Regions from separate parts of the Ovis aries genome. Here region 2 is linked to region 1. The links are chromatin contacts, called in public Hi-C maps. All regions are on one chromosome and are shown on one strand. Each heading gives the region's core, a stretch centred on a gene start, on an enhancer-like site or on the middle of the called end of the contact. The rest is flanking DNA. Distances are from core to core; before and after follow the strand shown. Region 1 overlaps CERS6 (ceramide synthase 6). Region 2 has its middle 29 kb from the start of CERS6.

Region 1 (4,515 bases), core at 112-2,611:
GATGCTTGCTGATGTTACGTACGTGCTTATAGATACAGCAGATGGGAGGTTCTGGTGGTAAAGCTCTAGCTATGGTTTTAGGGAGGATGTCAGAGCCTCTGAGATCTCTTGGGTTTTTTTGGCTGTTGGGGCAAATATAGCCTCACCTTCCATAGAAAAGAAGACGTGTGTGTGTGTGTGTGTGTGTGTGTGTGTGTGTGTGTGTTTCTGTTAAAGATTCTGCAAAAAAATTTCCTGGGAACTGGGGTTAATTTCAAAAACCCATACTAATAAACCATAGAGATTATGGGAGTATAAGAGGTTACTCTCTTCTTGATTATCTGTCGGATGATAACCTCTAATTGGGGGAAAGTGTTCTTTCCATTTTTAGTTGGCAGGTATATACCAAGTAGTTAATGTAGCCATACATTTTTTCCAACTAAAGGAAAAAATTAAGATGCATGTCCTTAAGACACTGAAGTGGCACGTTAGTGTATGGCAGTAACACAGCAGAGAGATTCTTATGAATAATTCTGCAGTGAATGACTTTTTGTGCTTTAAAAACATATACACAGTTTAAAGGACGTTAAAGGATGCGTCATAATTTAGTCACTGTTGTTCCTGTTGTCATCTTTCACTTAACTCTCCACTGGGGATCTAATTGAAAGTGCAAATCTGAAAATTCGGCTTTGTTTTTCCTTCTCTGTTCTATAAAGCAAAGCTGTCGCCTCTACAACGTCTTCTAAATGTCTCATCTTGGGGCGTCTGGGCCTGCAATACAGTAAACTCTTGGAGGGTGGAGAATACTTCTTTGATTCCCCTTCTGAACAATAGTCAGGGACCCAGTGTTTTCTGAAGTTGTGTTTGAATGGATTATGTAGTAATTTCACCATTAAAGCACTTCCCCCAAGAATATATTAATAAGAACAGTTCTACCTGTTTGTGAAAAGTGATTCTTGAAACTTTGAGATTTCTGAACATTTTATAGTGAATGCTTAAATGACTTAGTTACATGTGTGCATGCGTGCCAAGTCACTTCAATCATGTCCAACTCTTAGCGACCCCATGGAAGGCAGCCCACCAGGCTCCCCGTCCCTGGGATTCTCCAGGCAAGAACACTGGAGTGGGTTGCCATTTCCTTCTCCAATGCATGAAAGTGAAAAGTGAAAGTGAAGTCACTCAGTCGTGTCCGACTCTTAGCGACCCCATGGACTGCAGCCTACCAGGCTCCTCTGTCCATGGGATTTTCCAGGCAAGAGTACTGGAGTGGGGTGCCGTTGCCTTCTCCAGGGGGTCTCCCTGAGCCAGGCATTGAACCCATATCTGCTATATCTCCTGCGTTGGCAGGCAGGTTCTTTACTACTAGCGCCACCTGTTGGAAACCTGTATGTATGGATTTCTCTTTTTCGCCTCCTGCCCGATGCCTCCCCTGCCCTCCCACTCCCTATGGTCTCCTCCTCTCCAGGGCTCCTATCTGGGGACCCATCGCAGACCTCTCCAAGCCACGTGCTGTAATCCCGAGGTTTCAACCAACACCTCTCAGCCTAATGTCCCTGCAGCTGCATCTCTCGAGCCTTTGACCACTTAGCCTCTTTTGGCCCCGTGGTCCCAGCTCAGTAAGCATCGACATGTTGAAAAGTGATCAGTTTCTCTCCCTGCAGAACTGATGTCTTTCATAGTTTTTTTTTTTTTTTTTTTTGGTCAGTAGAAGGGAGCATCTTCTGAGACTATTGGTGTTCTCCTCTAAGACCACCTCCTCTCCCCGATGCTGTTGTTCTCCACACCGCTCTAACCCTTAGTGTGTACAATCCGTTCCTCTCTCTGGCCACTCACTGGAATTCCCTGGGAGCATTGACAAAGTTGATGGCACAGCCCCAGGCCAGTCGAGTTGTCAGTATGTTTCAAAATGCTGGGAAATTGTAATGTGAAGTGGTGTTGGGACCACGGGTGTAGAGGGTCAATAAATATTTGTTAACTGATTAAATAGTAATTTTATGTACATCATCAGTTCAGTTCAGTTCAGTCGCTCAGTCCTGTCCAACTCTTTGTGACCCTATGAATCGCAGCACGCCAGGCCTCCTTGTCCATCACCAACTCCTGGAGTTCACCCAAACTCATGTCCATTGAGTCAGTGATGCCATCCAGCCATCTCATCCTCTGTTGTCCCCTTCTCCTCCTTCCCCCATTCCTTCCCAGCATCAGGGTCTTTTCCAATGGGTCAACTCTTCGCATGAGGTAGCCAAAGTGTTTAGAGTTTCAGCTTCAGCATTAGTCCTTCCAATGAACACCCAGGACTGATCTCCTTTAGGATGAACTAGTTGGATCTCCTTGCAGTCCAAGGGACTCTCAAGAGTCTTCTCCAACACCACAGTTCAAAAGCATCAATTCTTTTTCAGCTTTCTTCAGCTTTCTTAACAGTCCAACTCTCACATCCATACATGACCACTGGAAAAACCATAGCCTTGACTAGGCAGACCTTTGTTGGCAAAGTAATGTCTCTGCTTTTTAACATGCTATCTAGGTTGATCATAACTTTCCTTCCAAGGAGTAAGCGTCTTTTAATTTCATGGCTGCAGTCACCATCTGCAGTGATTTTGGAGCCCCCAAAAATAAAGTCTGACACTGTTTCCACTGTTTCCCCATCTATGTCCCATGAAGTGATGGGACCGGATGCCATGATCTTCGTTTTCTGAATATTGAGCTTTAAGCCAACTTTTTCGCTCTCCTCTTTCACTTTCATCAAGAGGCTTTTTAGTCTTTCACTTTCTGCCATAAGGGTGGTGTCATCTGCATATATCATAAACATGGGTTAATGTTTTGGTGCTGGGTGATATTCATTAGAATACTGGCCTTGATAGCACTTTTCAAATCATCCTCGTGCTCATATACAGTAAAGCACAGTCTTGACAGCACTCTGCCACATGAAAGTGAAAGTGTTAGTCTCTCAGTCCTGTCCAACTCTTTGCACCCCCATGAACTGTAGCCCATCAGACTCCTCTGCCCATGGAATTCTCCAGGCAAGAATACTGGAATGGGTTCCATTTCCTTCTTCAGGGGGTCTTTCCAACCCAGGATCAAACCTTGGTCTCCTGCATTGCAGGCTGATTCTTGACCATCTGAGTCACTGGGAAGCCCAGACAGAAAAATAAATTGGGAGGTAAGGGGAAGATTTCTTTCCAAAGGGACATTGTCCTAAACTTTTTAAAAGAAGAAATATACATATATGATACTCCTTCAATTGTATATTGTTGGTAAGTTTTGGAAGGATTTCTAAAATCTTCTACTCACTCCCTACTCCATGAATATAATTTGTTTGACCATGTTTATGAAAGCATTGAAATACTATTTTCTCATTCCTATAAATGGATAGATTCTACTTTCTATTCATTATGAAGTCAAGTTTGACAGAACTGGTTGAAGTTTAACCCTTCAGGGAAATAAATCTGATCTAGAAGACAAAATTTAAGGATGACAGGCTGTGCAGTTGTAACACTGGAAGCAGGCAGGGGAGAGCCAGATCATTTGCAAAGCTGGGATCAGGGACCAGCCTCGCTGCTAATTTAGCCTGTTAGAGTGAGAATTTATGAGCAGAATGTTCCAGTCTCATGGTCAGTGAGGGCACTGTGAGGAAGCCTTTTTTTTTTTTTTTTTTACCCTCATTGATTTGGTTCAAAGTTGGGCCTGTTTTTTTTCTGACAGAGAGAAGGAGATAATGCCTGCCCCATAAGCCTGATAAATTTGTCACATGGATCCTGTGAGATAAGGAGTGCAGTAGTGGTGTGAAGAACTGGCAAGCATCACGTGGAAGGGGGGAGAGATAGAAGAAGTGGGGAGGGGTAGGAGAAGGGGGAGGAGTAAGAGAAGAGGGGAGGAGGGAGGAGAAGCAGGGAGGGGGAGGGATAAGCGGAAGGAGAGGGAGGAGATGTCGAGGAGGAGGGAAGGGGTTGGGAGCAAGATGATGCTGGTAACAGGGCTTCAAGGAACAGTTCCAGCAAATTCCTAAAGGGATTTCTCGGATGCATTTGAAATGAGGCACTTCCAGACAGCATGTCTTGGGTTCTTCTCACTGAGTCAGAGGTGAAGGATGAGATGTTTTCATGTGAAACTAATAACGACATTAGTAAGGCCAGAAGTTGAAAGGAATTCTGCTTGCAACTTGGGAGCTTCCCTGCGGAAGGTTGCCAAGGTCTGGGGGCCAAGAGAGCACTCATCTCTGACAGGAACCGTGGAAAGATCTAAGTGAAAAATGGAATAGCTTTCAGAAACCTTCGGAACCTAAGGGGCTGCATTGAGCATACTTCTCTTTGAATGGAAATAGATGTTTATAATTTCTTCGAAGTCGTTTTTCAAAAGTAAAAAATGAGGCATGTGGAAGTTGTCCCTGCCTTTCCAGCCCCTTCAACAAAAGCCAGTTTTGCTAAGTGTGTTGTCTCTAAGTTTCCTTTGCTGGGCAGTGATTGATTTGAGAACACAGTTGGAGAACTTACTGTGAGAATGATTTTTTGGGTGACTTTCCCTGGGTTTGCATCCTTGTCC
Region 2 (4,391 bases), core at 94-2,593, 98 kb before region 1:
GTGAAGAAGGCTGAGCGCCGAAGAATTGATGCTTCTGAACTGTGGTGTTGGAGAAGACTGTTGAGAGTCCCTTGGACTGCAAGGAGATCCAACCAGTCCATTCTGAAGGAGATCAGCCCTGGGATTTCTTTGGAAGGACTGATGCTGAAGCTGAAACTCCAGTACTTTGGCCACCTCATGCGAAGAGTTGACTCATTGGAAAAGACTCGGATGCTGGGAGGGATTGGGGGCAGGAGGAAAAGGGGACGAGAGAGCATGAGATGGCTGGATGGCATCACTGACTCGATGGTCGTGAGTCTGAGTGAACTCCGGGAGATGGTGATGGACAGGGAGGCCTGGCGTGCTGCGATTCATGGGGTCGCAAAGAGTTGGACACAACTGAGCAACTGAACTGAACTGAACTGAACTGAATGTACTTAGTCGCTCAGTCACGTCCAACTGTTTGCAACCCCATGGACTATAGCCTGCCAGGTTCGTCTGTCCATGGAATTCTCCAGGCAAGAATATTGGAGTGGGCTGCTATTGCCTTCTCCAGAGGATCTTTCTGACCCAGGGATTGGACGCAGGTCTCCTGCATTGCAGGTGGATTCTTTTACCATCTGAGTCACCAGGGAAGCCACCAACTATAATAGCAGGGGGGCGGGGGCGGGAATAGCTAACAAAGACACAGAGAATGGGCTGGTTTACAGAGTTTAAGATTTTCCCTCCCTATTTCCTCTTCTCTTATTCTTCATTTTTCATTTAATAAATGTGTTGAGCACTACTGTGCTGGTCAGTGGGAAGTAAAAAATGACGAAAAGGCTTGACTTTCTTCTGCTAACTTACTTACAGTAGAGGCAAGCAGTGGCTTGACTGCAGCAACTTATAGCACACAAAAACCTAGAGCAATTTTCTAGCTTAAATCCCAAGTATGAAAGTGGAAATGTTAGTCACTCAGTCCTGTCTGAGTCTTTGCGACCCCAGGCTGCCAGGCTCCTCTGTCCATGGGATTCTCTAGGCAAGAATACTGGAGTGGGATGCCATTTCCTTCTCCAGGGGATCTGCCCCACCCAGGGATTGAGCCCAGGTCTCCCTCAATGCAGGCAGACTCTTTACCATCTGAGCCACCACAGAAGCCCCAATCCCAAGTATGGCAAGTCTCATTTCAGCTCATTTCAGTCTAAGCCCTTCTTTGCTGCTGCAGCTAAGTCGCCTCAGTCGTGTCCGACCCTGTGCGACCACATAGACATCAGCCCACCAGGTGCCTCTGTCCCTGGGATTCTCCAGGCAAGAACACTGGAGTGGGTTGCCATTTCCTTCTCCAAGCCCTTCTTTGAGCCTCTTGGTCTAACATTTTCCCGTGACATTCGCGCGGCAGCTCAGCAATGCACTTGCATTACTCTTAACCGCCACCAGGTGGCGTCTAATGCCGGAGCCTACAGATGAATTTTTCAACTTTTTATTTTAAAATAATTTTGTAAAAAAATAATAATAATAATAATTTTGTAAATTGTATTTTAAAAGAACTTTTGGTGAAGTCAATTTTTTCCACTATAAAAATGTACCTCAGGACTTCCCTGGTGGTCCAGTGGTTAAGAATCCACCTTGCAACGCAAGAGACACGGATTCAGTTCCTGATGCAGGAAGATCCCACATGCTGCGTGTGGAGCAAATAAGCCCATGTGCCACAACTACAAAGCTGGTGCTCTAGACCCCTGGAAACCTAACTACTGAGCCCGGGAGTCACAACTACGCAGCCCCTATGCCCACTCAGCCTGTGCTCCGCAGCAAGCAAAGCCACTGCAAAGACAAGCCGGAGCACTGTAATGAAGAGTAGCCCTCACTCGCCACAATTAGAGAAAAAGGCCACACAACAGTGAACACCCAGCACAGCCACAGATTAATAATAAATAATAAATCTTTTTAAAACCATGTGCCTTTAAGGGACTTCTCTGCTGGTCCACTGGTTAAGACTCCATGCCCTCAACGCGGGGGGCCTGGGTTTGATCCCTGGTCAGGGTACTTAGATCCCACATGCTGCAACTAAGACCCTGTACAGTGAAATAAATAAATGAATATTCTTCTAAAAAATGTGCCTTTAAAATAAAATGTAAAGTGTTTAATCATTTACTAACCACTAGATTTTATGTAATCACAACAGACGTTTGTATCCTGCCCTCAAATTTGCAAAGGGTGTTCACATTATTTCTTTTGATGTTTCCAATAGTTCTTTGAAGCCAGTTTGGCAGGTGTTTTTATTTGTTGCACGTTACAGATGGCCACACTTTATATAACCAAGGTCACACAGGTACTAAGCAGTAGAACAGGGGTCTAAGACCTAGTGCTCTGGTTTAATTTCCAAGCAACCTGTTTAATGCTGTGCAGTAAGGGCCTGAACAGAGAACAACGTTAGGTACAGTTCCTGTAAATCACTGAACTAAAGCCCTGGAATTATAAAGATTTACTCAATTATCACACTCCTTATCGCTTTTAGGAAACTACTGAAGTTATGTTAGCATTTAGCACTGAATCATATAGCACCCCACCTGTACACTCTGCAGTTTAGATGAGGTGTCGACTGCTACTATAACCTTTAGTTTCTCTCTCAGTTCAGTACAGCTGATCAGTGAACACCATAGATTTGAACTGCCTGGGGCACTTAACCTCAGATTTTTCCCAACAGTAAATACTGGAGTACTACAAAATCTCAGGTTGGTTAAATCTGTGGATATGGAATCGTAGACACAGAGGAATCACGTATAAGGAAGGCTGACTATAAATTATCCAGCGATTTTCCACTATAGGGAGTATTGGTATGCCCAGCCCTCTCATTGTTCAAAGGCCCATTGTACTTTCTTTTTGTCTGATTTTGTACAATGAGAGACAGCCTCCCTCCTTTACTTCCTTGAACAGTAAGACTCCCTAAACATAATACACATCTAAAATATGTTAACACGTAAGTGTGTCTTCCTCAGTTAAAGAAAATCCCTGGTAACCAAGCTGCTCCATTCCAAGAAGCTCAACTATTGTCACTGAATGCTCAAATCTATCTTTTCTTCTTGAAGGATCCAAACCAATATTTTTTCCTTATGGGCAACTTAAGGATGATTTTAACATAATTTTAAAATGCAATTAAAATGTTTATTTATAACCATCCATTCATAGCCTAACTCATGGCAAACCAGTGAGATTATATGTGAACTTAGAAAAAAATCATAGTCACAGCAAGTTACATTTATTGATCACTCACTGGTTAACAGACACTCTGCTAATCATTTAAAATTCTTACAGCTCATTTCATCTTCACAAGAACTTTACACAGTTGACAGTTTTATTATCTGCATTTTCCAGGTATAGAAACTCAGGCTTAGAGAAGTTAAGGAGTCTAAGACAAGGGTAAGTAGTGGAGCTGGGATTTAAAGCTGGATCCGCCAAAACGTGGATCTAGGTCCACTTGATTTTATGTGTGCTCATCTCTAGGCCTCCTAGGACTGAGGACAAGCCAACCCGATTCGTTATTCTTCTAACTAATTAATAAGCACCCCTGTTGTGCTCCATTTGTTTTTTTCAACCATCACCACTCTACCCTTGAACGCCCCTTGTAACAGGAAAAGTCTGTTCAAGACAGCTCAAAGGATGTAGGGTCTGATGGCTTCATGCTAATAATTTGCCCTATAATGTTAGGCTTGTAGGGAGTTTTGATGTCAGGGATTTATACCCTTATAGTCCCATAATCTTAGGATGTGGGTGAGAAAGACACCTCATGAAAGAAACTATGCTTCTTAGCCTTCACTCCCCATTTCCCCTTCACTAACTTGAAAAGAGGGGCTTTCAGGACACAGTTTAGCTGCCAGAGTCTCATGAGGAGCTGGACTTCTAGGTCTCAAGAAGGGCAGGAAAACAGGATGGACTTTTAGATAGTAAAGGATGCTGAGCAGAAAAACAAGTGGGCTTTTCTTCACTGTGATGCCAACTGATGCTCAGCACTCACATCTTCCCTGTGTGTCTCTGTTCAGGTGTCAAATTTCAAAGAAGGAAACTCCAGAGATCTAGATCAGCTTCTGTATATGGCCCCTCTAACTGTGACCACAAGAGGAACTCTGGTCAGGAATGACAGAACAAACAAGCAAGCAAACAACAGTAATAAAGCCTCAGATGTCCAACACTTTGGTCTGGGGGAAAGAGTTTCTGGAGAGGTGACTAGAACAGACAGTACATGAAGCCTTACCCTTCCAACAAGTCTATCGACAGGGAACAAGAAGTGAGCCGGTAGCGTGAGAGGTAGGGGTAGAAAAGCCTTTGCCTGTGTTGCTTTTCTTTAAGATATGGTGCCCTTGAGCATATTTGAAGGCTGAGAGACACAGGAGACAAAAATAAAGGTAGTTGATGGAGCAAGTTACAAAAGAAGGTAG

Evidence for each region. Hi-C and Micro-C count contacts between places; a contact is called where the count stands out from the background.
Region 2: a Hi-C map of liver shows a contact between it and region 1, with 6 times the contacts expected there. The contact joins two enhancer-like sites. A contact is called at or near these places in 6 of 16 Hi-C or Micro-C datasets (blood, liver and mixed tissues).

The regions. Positions count from the first base shown.
Region 1 is chr2:140,882,692-140,887,206 of ARS-UI_Ramb_v3.0, reverse strand. All of the region lies in intron 1 of CERS6 (ceramide synthase 6), which reads left to right. Among named protein-coding and RNA genes, the nearest start is that of CERS6, 70 kb to the left of the region's middle. Within about 2 kb of position 1,361, at least 2 of the 54 cell types and tissues checked have an H3K27ac peak or open chromatin away from gene starts, as enhancers often do. A contact at or near this core is called in liver, where this site is marked.
Region 2 is chr2:140,981,158-140,985,548 of ARS-UI_Ramb_v3.0, reverse strand. No RefSeq gene overlaps it. Among named protein-coding and RNA genes, the nearest start is that of CERS6, 29 kb to the right of the region's middle. Within about 2 kb of position 1,343, at least 1 of the 54 cell types and tissues checked has an H3K27ac peak or open chromatin away from gene starts, as enhancers often do. A contact at or near this core is called in liver, where this site is marked.